Linked DNA regions of Sus scrofa: all the other regions are linked to region 1. The links are chromatin contacts, called in public HiChIP or PLAC-seq and promoter capture Hi-C maps. All regions are on one chromosome and are shown on one strand. Each heading gives the region's core, a stretch centred on a gene start, on an enhancer-like site or on the middle of the called end of the contact. The rest is flanking DNA. Distances are from core to core; before and after follow the strand shown.

The links. Promoter capture Hi-C pulls out the DNA fragments that hold promoters and counts their contacts. HiChIP or PLAC-seq counts read pairs in DNA pulled down with a chosen protein or histone mark.
Region 2: a contact with region 1 is called in an H3K27ac HiChIP or PLAC-seq map of alveolar macrophages. The contact joins the promoter of PLTP here to the promoter of SLC35C2 in region 1. A contact is called at or near these places in 1 of 47 Hi-C or Micro-C datasets (liver) and 1 of 2 datasets of contacts at active chromatin or transcription factors (alveolar macrophages).
Region 3: a contact with region 1 is called in a promoter capture Hi-C map of liver, with 5 times the contacts expected there. The contact joins the promoter of ZNF335 here to the promoter of SLC35C2 in region 1. A contact is called at or near these places in 1 of 5 promoter capture datasets (liver), 1 of 47 Hi-C or Micro-C datasets (embryonic fibroblasts) and 1 of 2 datasets of contacts at active chromatin or transcription factors (alveolar macrophages).

Annotation. Positions count from the first base shown.
Region 1 is chr17:48,523,477-48,527,210 of Sscrofa11.1, forward strand. SLC35C2 (solute carrier family 35, member C2) reads right to left here and starts at 1,636. Exons shown (of 10, transcript NM_001185159.1): 1 at 1,594-1,636. ELMO2 (engulfment and cell motility protein 2) reads right to left here. Exons shown (of 21, transcript XM_021078300.1): 21 at 3,223-3,734.
Region 2 is chr17:48,099,108-48,102,841 of Sscrofa11.1, forward strand. It overlaps PLTP (phospholipid transfer protein), which reads right to left and starts at 1,709. Exons shown (of 15, transcript NM_214283.1): 1 at 1,599-1,709; 2 at 1,414-1,513; 3 at 402-530; 4 at 1-89. The coding sequence starts at 1,698.
Region 3 is chr17:48,151,535-48,155,268 of Sscrofa11.1, forward strand. ZNF335 (zinc finger protein 335) reads right to left here and starts at 1,717. Exons shown (of 27, transcript XM_021077367.1): 1 at 1,576-1,717; 2 at 646-896. The coding sequence starts at 846.

The DNA.
Region 1 (3,734 bases), core at 386-2,885:
GGGGGGATACATCCTTGGCATGTGGAAGTTCCTGGGCCAGGGATCAAAGATGAGCCACAGCAGTGACAACATGAGATCCTTAATTGCTAGGCCACCAGGGAACTCCCAGAAATCTTGTCCTCATCCTTGACTCCTCTCTTTTCCTTGGCCCACATTCAATCAGCAAATACTGCCTGCTCTATCTTAAAAAAAAAAAAAAAAAAAAAAAATCCCATACAGGGTCCCATCTCCTGACCGCCACCACTAGGCTCTGAATCACCATGGTCCCCCCCCCACCCCAAACACACACACACAACGCACTGGTCTCCTCTGTGGTTCTCTCTGCTGCCTGCACCTCCACATCAGACTCCTGCTCACACAGCTAGAGTGGAGCACATGGGCACCAAATCCACATCTAAGAGAACTCCAGGCCCGTGCACCTTCCTCTCTACAAACATTTCTCAGCTTTGGAATGACTGACACTTGGGGCCAGATCATCTTCTTTGGGGAGATGGCCTGTCCTGTGCATTGGAGGATGTTCCACTGCATCCCCAGGTCTCTCCACCCTTGATGCCTGGAGCATCCCTTCCGCCTCATCCCAAGTTGTGACAACCAACAATGTCTGCTAAATTTCACCTGGGGGACAAATCTGCTCCCTATTAAGTCTGACTGCTGACATCCCATGGGCAACCCCAGGGCATGCCGGCGCTAAGACTGCTGTCCCCTTCCAAGCTCCCAAGCTGGGGCAGTCTGCATCCTCCTGGGAATCGCCTTCTGGCGCCTTCTTGCTTTTGGTGCGGTTCCTGCTCCATCACTGCCATGCTGTCCCTCCACTGTTCAAATCCTACCCTTCCTTCCAGGAACCAGTCCAGGTCCCCTCACTGCAGGGAGTCCCCATGACGACGGGAGCCCCCAAGGAGCACCTTCTCAAAGTTAACAAGCCTTCTAATTGGTATCCCTACTTCCTCTTCGCCCTCTATGGTCTGGAGTTCACAGTTCAGCGGGAGGGATGGCTTCAGCACAGAAAACAGACCAGGCCCTCACTGGCCCAAGAGGAAGGCCTCCTACCCTCTGGCCTCTGCCCACATCTGCAACCTCATTCTTCCCTCCCCTCCTTTCTGCCACGCTGGCCCCTGGTCCAACACAAGCCTGTGTGCTTCCTTGCATGTGCTGTTCCCTCTGCCCAGTACACTCTTCCACCGACCTTTGCTTGGCTGAACCTCCAGGGGTGTGGGTAGGGGACCCTCCTAATCCTCGTGGCACCTCCCACTGCCTGACGTTTCCTCATTTGCCTACGTGATTACTGTTCATCTCCAACTCCCACCCCACGGCGGGATGCGGCCTCTCCAAGGGCAGGGCTGGCTCGGCGTGATGCCTGCCTGGGTCACGTCTCGGGTGCTCGGGAAATGCCGGGGGGTGGAGGGAGAGCGGAGCGCGCGCGGAGCCTCGGGCTCCTCCAAGACGGGGACACCGAGGCCCGGGAGGGGCAGGTCCCCGGTGGGCCCCAAGCTGTGGCACGCGTTGCCAGACTGGGACCCCGCTCCCAGTCCTGCCCGGGTCCCCCCTCCCACCGACCCCGGGAGCGCGCCGAAGGCCCGCCGCGCGCCCACTCACCTCGTAGCGGGCGCTTGGGATTCCTCCTCCCGGAAGTGCGAGGCCGAGCGCCGCCACCCGCCCGGGGAACTTCTGCCGGAAGCCGCCGAGGGCGGGGCGGGGCGGGGATGGGGGCGGGGCGGGGGCGGGGCCGAGGGCGCTCTGCGGAGACCCCGTGCAGCGCGCCCTCGCTCTGCTTCACGGGTTGCTCCCGGCGCCCCGCGCCGAGCAGGGTCTTGGGCTGTGGTTGTTTGTCTCCTGGGTTCCACCGGGGTCTCGGCCTGGAGCCCCGGTGCCTCCTGCAGACCCCTGCGCACCTCTGGCAGCCAGAAAACCGTCAGCTGCTTACAAATTAAGTATTTACTTTCTCCAAGCTAGTGCTGGGCAACCATGGAAACACTAAGCTCTCTCCTGGGCTTTTTCTTCTGGGAGCTCAAGCCAGCTGGGGAGTGATGTTAGGGGCTTTAAATATTAGGACTTAGAAGATCCATGAGAGGTAATAAATAATAAACATTAAACATTTTCTGAATGCCTGAACCTTTAAAGAATGATCTCAATTTCAGTGAGTCGGAGAGCATCCCAGACTGAGGAAATAAGGAGGCCAGAAGAAGACTGGAGCCTGGCTTGGAGCCCACTTGTTTATAAAAAAAACCATGGTTGGAAAAGTAACCAAGGGGCAGGTTGCAATGAGCCCAAAAATGCCAGTAGGGAGTTGGGATCCTCCTCATCTTGCAGGATGGATTAAAAGGCCGAGAGCATATGGAGAGAGGGAAACATTTGGAGGCTAGGGCAGGCTAGGGTTGCAGATTGAGGCCCAGTTTGGGACTTTTTGCCTCCTAGATCTGTAGCTCTAAGGCTGGCTGCAAACAGGAGTCCTTGCAATGGACTCAGCTGGGCTCCCTGGCCTCGCTGAACAGAAGGATGGAGGCCAGAGTGTCAAAGCAGTTCATTATGCAAGCCGCTGCTGCCCAGCCCCACCAGCTGGCATCACGCAGGCATTCGCTCATTCAGCACTTACCATCACCTACAATGGCACCCAGGCTCTGGGCTTTATTCAGCCCCCAAGGCTGCATGCACTTGCTGTGCCTTTTGAAAGTGCTGATTCTCAGCCTCTTCTCCCTCAGAGGCAGGATGCAGTATCTACATCACCGTCCTCATTCTAGCCTCCCAGCTACCAAGGCTGAGGTTTGGAGCTACGGCGTAAAACACCAGCTGGTAGGCTGGGCACCAAGCATCGGCAACACACAGGGTGAAGAACTTGCCTTTTCTGTAAGGCATGAGGACTGGAGCTGTTCCTGGCTGTGTCCCTGGCAGGAAGAAGAGGGAGGACATGTCCACGCGGGTGTAGAGTATGCCTTTTCCTGCTGTACCCGGCAGGCTTGAGCAGAAAGCACTTTGTCTTGGTGTGACAGTCTGTGGCATCATTAACCAGCAGGGGTGTGTGTGTGTACCCGCGTGCACGCAGGCATGAGCTTGGTGGGGGCAGAGTCCTTGAAGAGGAGGAAGGGACTCTTGGAAGGGACTCTTGACGGCTCCAGTTGGAGCTCGCTAACATCTCCCAGACACACTGCAATGAAGCCTTGTCAAGGTGAAAGCTCCCTTGGGCAGGGAGCAAGTACAGAGAAAGAGCTGTTAATAGGAACGAGTTTGTACATGAAAGAGTATTTATTGAAAACATGGTTACTGACAGGAAGCTCCCAGCCACTCAGGTTACAATCTTAGCCCACAACTGGAAGTGTTACCTTTTTGTTTTTTGGCCTCCCATTTTATTTTCCCTCCAACATTCCATCCTAGGATAGGTAGATCTTATATAAATATATATACACGTCTGTATAAGTATGGCCTATAGTAAAGAAAATATATAGTACCCTCTTCATTGGGCAGTACCCACCATGCCAGGCTACCAATACTGAATGCCCCTGTGTTTACACGTGGCCAAGGAGAGAGGCTGTGCGTGTGGTTTACAAGCGCTGCAGCACCAGGGAAGGCCCACTGGCACAGCTGTGGCCTTGCCTGGCCCCAGCCGGCTCCCTGAAATCAAAGCCAATGGGAGGAACCACAGCGCTGGGCCAGAGAGGAAGGACAGGCAAGCCTCCTGAGTCTGGAAGGCCAAAGGGAAGCAAACGGGAAGGCTGCCATTCAGGTTAGGGGGCGATTTCTCC
Region 2 (3,734 bases), core at 459-2,958, 420 kb before region 1:
TGATCCGGCCAGTGGGATCCCGGGAGAGCTGCAGAGCCGTGTGGATGGAAACGCCCTCGGCGGATGCGTTGATATAGCCCCCATCATAGCTGCGGTGGCACCGGTGGCAGGGTGGGGTGGGGGTGTTAATATTCACTCCAGCTTGGCGCTTCACCAAGTCATCCCTGCCCTCCTCCTTGCCCCCTACATCATCACCCCTCTTAATAAGGCATTATTTACGTCTGCAGTTTATTAGACATTTTATGAAGCCCTGTCAATTCTCAGGAAGTGGGTATGATTGTCCCTATTTGTACAGATGAAGAAACTGAGGCTCAGCAAGGCCAAGGGCTTGTCCACAGCTCCACACCTCCCCCCACCCTTTTGATGCACCCTCCACTCCCCCGAGGGCACCAGGTCCTCACAAGAACCAGTAGAGAAGCTGCCTCCGGAAGCGAAGCCCCAAGGAGCCATTGTTGATTTGTAGCATCAGCTCCTGCTCTGGCTGGAAATGGAGCTCAGAGGATGTCAGCTGCAGCTCCGTGACCTTCACCCTGTGGGAGGCTCCAGGGTCAGCTTTAGGACCAAGAAAATGGGACCCCACCCAACCGTAGTTAATTCAATCCCTCCTTTTCTAGTCCAGGTGGAATGAATTCTTATATTGCCCCTCAAGAGCCCAGCCTGTACTTGGGTGGCTAAAACTTGGGCTAGGGTGGCTCTGAGACTAGCTTCTCTTGACCTAGGTGTTATTTTTATTTTGCTTTTTAGGGCCACACCCACAGCATGTGGAAGTTCCCAGGCTAGGGTTTGAATTGGACCCACGGCTACACTACAGCCACAACGCCAGATCCAAGCCGCATCTGTGACCTACACCGCAGCTCACGGCAACGGCAACGCCAGATCCCTGACCCACTAAGCAAGACTAGGGATGGAACCCGCATCCTCCTGGATAGTAGTCAGATTCGTTTCCGCTGAGCCCTGAGGGGAATGCCCATGATCTAGGTGTTAAAACAGTTTCATCCCATCTCAGAAATCGTGTTGAACTCCCTTCCCCCACGCTGGGATTGCGAGGCCTGGTCCCCACTATCCTAAACTACAGACCTATATCTCCTGTTCCTCTGACCTCTCCCATTAGCTCCACCTCGGAGCCCTGCTCCCCACTCTCATCCTTTGGCAAGTTTCTTGATGCTGCCTCTCTGATGCTCTTTGGCCAGCCTCAATTGCACAGGTTCGGCTTTGCTTTTCTGGGTCCCACCCTCATTCTCTAGGCCACGCCCATCTTCTTAGTCCCGCCTATGTAGGCGGGCTTGTCTTTATCTTTATCTTGGCCTCATCCTGTTTCTTAAGTCTATTTGGCTACGCCCCCATCCCACTCAGCCAGTCTCCCAAGACTCCGTAGGTATTTCTTAAGCCCCGCCCCCAGGGGCTCCCACTTACTCAGAGATGTTGTAGTAGAAGTGGCCTTCCCTGCCCCGCAGATCCGGAATGGTAATGGTCTCCAGCTCTTGCTCCAGAAAGCGCAGCCCCTCCTGCTTCACTGAAGCAGCAGTGAGACCCTTAGCTCCTGCATCGCTGCAGGGGCGACTCCACCCACGCCCGCCCCCCGCCCCCCTGGGCCTTACCCAGCTCCAGCGCCTTGGAGGTGATGCGGATTTTGCAGCCGGGGAGCTCCGCGTGAGCGCCCGCCAGCAGCACTAGGAAGAGGGCCCCTAAGAGGGCCATGGCGCGTGGGCCTGGAGGTGGGGTGGGGTAGAAGGGGTCATCCGGGCCACTAAAACCCCCTCTTCGGATGTCCAATCAGAAGAGGGGGGTGGCCCAGATCTGTAGGCTTGAGATAACTTTTTGGGGAACCTGCAGCCAATAACATTGCCCCCATTGGCATATGTGGAAACTGAGGCTCAGAGAGGACATGTGTCCTGCGCTCTGGCTTCCAGGGGATTTGGGGCACGGAGAAGAGGGAAGGGACATCCTCAGTTCCCTCGTGCAACGGTCATGTGAGGATTTGGGAGCTCCAGGGGACGAACCCCCGCCCGCAACAACAATCTCCCCTTTCCCTGTGCAGAGGGCGGGCTCGCTTGCTTGTTACTATGGTAATGGCTGCAGGAGCATTCCTGGGGGGTGGCTTGCGGTCTCCTAGGCCCCGAGCTCGAGCTCGGAGAAGTAGAGAGGGCAGCCCGCCCGACCTCAGGCTCCCGGGGCTCCCGGCTCCTCCAGGTCCTAAATCCCTGTCTTCGGGATTCTGATGCCACCCCCCCATCTCGGCGCCCCCCTTCAAGGGATCTCTTCCCTACCCCGGGTTCAGTAGACCACGCAGCTGGGCGAGGCTCTTGGGGTGGATGGGGACGCGCCCCAACTCACTCAGCAGTGGAGCTGGTGGTCGGCGCAGTCACGTGGGGAGGCGGGCAGCTCTGAGGATCCGGTCGGCGGGGTCTGGCGGGCAGCTCTGTTTCAGCCGCCTTTATAAAGCCGGGCCTCCCCGACCCCCCTCCTCTCTCCCGCTCTCCCCTCCTCCCTGGGGGTAGGGAGGAGATGGGGCGGGACGCTGGCAGCCGGGAGGGTGGAGAGGGCTGTAAGGAGCCCCGTGACAAGCCCGGCCGCTGTCAAGACAAGTGGGGGACCCAAACCGGCAGGAGCGAGGAGGGAACTGCTGAGGTCGGCCCGCCCAACCTCAGCAGTCCCTGCTTCACCGGGACCTGGGTTCAAATTCCATTTACACATCTCTTCCTGCATGAGCCTAGGCAAGTCACTTCACTTGGGTCCCTGAGCCTCAGTGTCCTCATCAAAATGTGGGTGGCAATGGGAACTACCTCTTAGGACAGGGCAAGCCACAAAGTCATCAGCCAAGGCAGATTTTCACCATCCCTGCCATCCACAACCCCCTGTAGACTCCTCCATGCCAGGCTTCAACACCAGATCCCTTCCCCCAGCCCCCATTTCTTTGTCACTACCTGGGACCTTAAGGGCCCCGACAGCTCTCCCACTGGGGGTTCAAGCAGGTGCCACCAGATCAGGAGGACATCACACAGGCTGCTGGAATCACCCTGAGGGAGGTTTGGCGTTTCCCCAGGGACTGCGGGTTTTTTGGTGAACCTTTGGCACTAGGTTCTCTGCACGTGTACTGCTTACAAGTGTTCCCAGCTCCAAGGGCAGGCGCAGCGTGGGTGCTCGCTCCCTTTTTGTTGTCAAATGTGTGAGAGTGGAAAGGAGAAGCAACGATGATTAATGTCCATTGACCTTGTATACAGCACGAAGCAATCATCCAGGCATGATGCCCAACTAGTCCTGATTTGCCCAGGACTTTCCCATATTTTGAAACGGAAAGTCTCCCTTCCTGGAGCCCCCTCTGTCCCAGGGAACTCAGGATGCTTGATCACCTAGATTAACTTGTCTAAACTTCTTAACAACCTGTGAAGTCAGCACTATTGTTAACCTTTTTTTTTTTTTTTTTTTTTCCGGAGGGGGGGCACTCCCTCAACATATGAAAGTTGCCAGACTAGGGGTCGAATTGGAGCTGTAGCTGCCAGCATACGCCACAGCTCATGGCAACACCGGATCCTTTAACCCACTGAACGAGGCCAGGGATCGAACCCGAGTCCTCATCAATACTAGTCGGGTTCATTACTACTGAACCATTACGGAAAGAGCCATGGCAGGAACCCCTATGAACTCTCTTTAGCAGGAAACCGGAAGTCAGGACAATCCTTGGCTGCTATTGGGGAACCACAGACTGTTCCTGGCAGGAGGTGGGAGGTGGATGT
Region 3 (3,734 bases), core at 467-2,966, 370 kb before region 1:
CAGGAAGGTGACCCAGTTACACATACATGTATACATTCTTTTTTCTCACATTATCATGCCCCAACCATTAGTGACTAGACATAGTTCCCAGTGCTACACAGCAGGAGAAGAAGGTATATTTCTTCTTCCCACCCTACAGATGAGAAAACTGACAGCTGAAAGTTGGGTTGCCTGCCCAAGATTACAGAACTAGGAGGTGGAAGAACCGGGAGACTATTTTACAAGGTGTTTCCAAGAAAATGTGTGGTAGGAGCTTGCAACAGAGCACTCTCAGCAGCAGGCATTTCTGCTCCGTTTTACAGGAAGAAAACTGAGGCTCAAAGAGGTCTCCCAGTGAATCAGAGGTAGAGCCAAGACTTGAACTAGGTTTCACCTGCATCTCTAAGAGTGAGGAGAGTGGGTAGTGCAGGAGCTCAGCCCGCAGTCTAGATCTGAATCCTGGCTCTGTGCCTCAGTTTCTTTCTCTGTGAGATGTGGGAAAGACTGATATATGCCTTACAAGGTATGAGAGCCAAAAGAGAAAATTCAAGCCAGGGGCTTGGCACGGTGTCTGGCTCACAACAAACCATAAACAAATATTGGTTATAAGCAAGCCTTGCTGGCTTCCCCTTGGAAGCTGCTGCCTCCCCCCAACGCCGGCCATACCAGAGAGCTGCTACCGCGGTCCGAGCTCTGACCCACGCGGGAGTCGTCGGCCTCCGCCGGCCCCGGGGCGGCCGCCGCGTCGCTGCTGTCGGCCGACACGGCTTCCGAGGTGCCCACACCCAAGCCGCTCTCAGAGGGCTCTTCGGGCTGGCCAGGCCCAGGGGCCGCGTCGCTACTGCTCTCCACCTCGTTCTCTTCCATTGGTTCCGGGGGAGGCCTGACAGGAGGGCGCAGGATCTGGGGCCTTCACTCTGCGAGAAGCGGTGACGGGGGCTGGAACAGGTGGGCCTCCTCCTCGGCCCCGGCCATCGCGGCCCACCCAGCTGCACCCATGCGCCCATTTCGCAGATGCAGAGACCGAGTAGCCGGCGGGGCGGGGCTTTCTAGTGTACCGCGAGGGGAGCTTCGGGAAAACAGAACCAGGAAGCCTTGCTTCCCCGTCTCGGGCTCCTTCCCCATCCCCGGGAGGGTCGTCAATGGCGGGTAATCTTGACCCTTTTCTCCTCCCCTCCATGATTCCAGCAGAGTGGTTCACTCTACGGGGCCCGATCAGGCTCAGTGGTTCAGCCCTTTGGTCCCCCAAGTCCCCCCGGGGGAAGGGTCGGTGGTACAGCCCGCAGGCCCCCTGGGTCAGCAGCTTGCTCCCCCCCTCCCCTGGTTCGCGTGCGGAGGGGGCTGACAGCGACGGTCCCGGGGCCTGGAGACTCGGGGCTGTCCCCGGCGCTGCCTGCGCTCCAGGCCCGACGCCATCTTGTGGTGGCGCCGAGTTTCCGCTCAGGCAAGTCCGAGAGCAACTAAAGGGCCTGGGACCCCGGGGCCCTGTTCGGACAGCCCCGCCGGGCTCGGCACCTCGCTGCCGGGTATCCCCGCATTGTGGCCTCACTTCACGGAAGGGTGCAGTGGGGCGACCTGACTCTACCCGACGCTCACCTGACGCTTCCGTAACCGCGTTCCTCCCCGACTCCGGCATCGACGAGGTCGCCATCCTCTTTCCCCCGTTGCGGAGGGACCCATCGGTGTATTGCAGGCCGGAACTACTTCCTACGCCGGCCCGGAGAAAGACAGGCTTCCAGTGTGCTGGAAGGTGGTTCCGAGGCCTCAAAAGTATACTAGAGCCCTAAGAGAATGTAGAATTTTTTATAGCGCTTAGTACCGGTGGTGGAGTCAGCTATGGTTTGGGGACTACTTTCTCTCGCGGCGGATGAATACCTAGGAGTTGTGTGACGTCATCCCTGGGTCCCTTCCTTGGGCCGCAGGGCTGGGCGCGGCTAAGGCTGGCCCCACTTCCGGGGGCGTGACTCCCAGTGGCCTGTCCACGCCCTTCCCGGAACAGTCCGAATGGAGTGCGACTGGCTTGGCGGGAGGGAGGTATCTGTTATGCGTCCTTTCGCCTGGCTTTTAACCAATTACTTTGCATTCTCATCGTACCCAATCAAATCTTTCCCGATTAGGTTTGACGTGTCCTGGGAGGAGGGGAGCGTATAATCCTGGTTTTACAAATGGGGAAACTGAGGCCCCGAGATGGGAGGTGGCTGGTCCAAAGTCACATCAAGTATAGGGATTCTGAATGCAAACCCGAATGGCCAGAGTTGGAGAAATGGAGATGAGTGAGTGCCTGGCCCTTCTTGAGCTTTGGACACAGATTTGTTACATAATAGAGATGGAGGTCAAGCTACCTCCACAGCCCTTCTCTGCTCAATATATGTAGATGTATTTAGAAGTCTGCAGCTTTTCAGAAAGGTACGACTTTCCCCTTCTGATGCTTGAAATGCCACCTTTGGCAGTACCCTCTGTTTAAGCCTTTTTCGCATTTTGCTCAGGAGACTGGTTCTCCGGTTTGTCCCAGAGTCTTGTTGCATAAGTTGTTTTCATCAATTGAAAAATACAAATGGGGAAGGGGGCGGTGGGAGAAATCTAAACCCCTGCAAAGAAAACCTGCTTAAAAAGACAGGGTGTTTCAGCTATTATGGTTTGTTGTACTGAGTATGAGGGGGTTTCCCTGGTCTTTTCCTAGGAGCAGGTTTTGGTAGGAGGAAGACAGCATGAGGCCTCTGGATTGGCTCTGCCCACTCGCAACCACTACCCCCCATTCAGCAGTTCCAGGCTCCCAGAGCAGCCCTAGAGAGCTGGATAAACAAGGGCATGATAGCAGGTTGGTTTGCTCCCCACTAGGCAGTTTTTCCAATCTGATTCCTCAGTCCTACAGAGCCACCTCCAATCCCCATTCCACGCCACTGGGATGTATCCTGCCAAGCGACCTCCCTCAAGGACATCCGGGTACTGAGGAGTACCTCCACAGCACCTATTCCATTCCCAACCCAACGAAGGCACAGTCCTAACCTTGGCCTTTGCCACCAAATCATAAGGTTGCAGAATGTCATGATATAGAAAATAACCGCCTCATCAAGGAGCTCAAGACCAGAGAGTGAAAGCTCATGGCCTAAGGTCTTAATGCCTTGAAACAAATATCGCAGTTCTTCCATTACAAAGGCAAGCAAGCCAACCTGGTTTGTTGACTGCTGTTCCAGGGTTCTTCCCACCAGAATATGTAGTTTGTAGTTCTGGCCTCAGCTTTGATGGGGAGACTTCTAGAAGCAGTGAAGGAGCTCCGGGTCAGAAGGACGTTCAAGTGGACCGTTGAGAAAAATGCTGAGGAGAAGAGCCAAGTGGGAAGAAGGCGGGAGAGCACTTTCCGTGAGCCCTACCCCATGCCAGGCACTGCGCATGTGCTTTGCTGCATCACAGTACCTTAAGGAAGCAGGGGCTGTTACAGTCTTCCATGGCAGAGGAGGAAGCTGAGACTCAGAGGAGGGGACATGACTTGTCCAAGGTCACACAGCCTAGAGGATAGTGCTGGGATATGGACCCAGGTCTGTCTGATTCTAAAGCCCCAAGCAGTTTAAATACCATGTGAAGGATGCCTCGTAACTATGGTTACTTAAAATACTCTGTACCGGAGTTCCCGTTGTGGTGCAGTGGTTAACGAATCCGACTAGGAACCATGAGGTTGCAGGTTAGGTCCCTGCCCGGGTTCGGTCCCTGACCTTGCTCAGTGGGTTAACGATCCTGCGTTGCCGTGACCTGTGGTG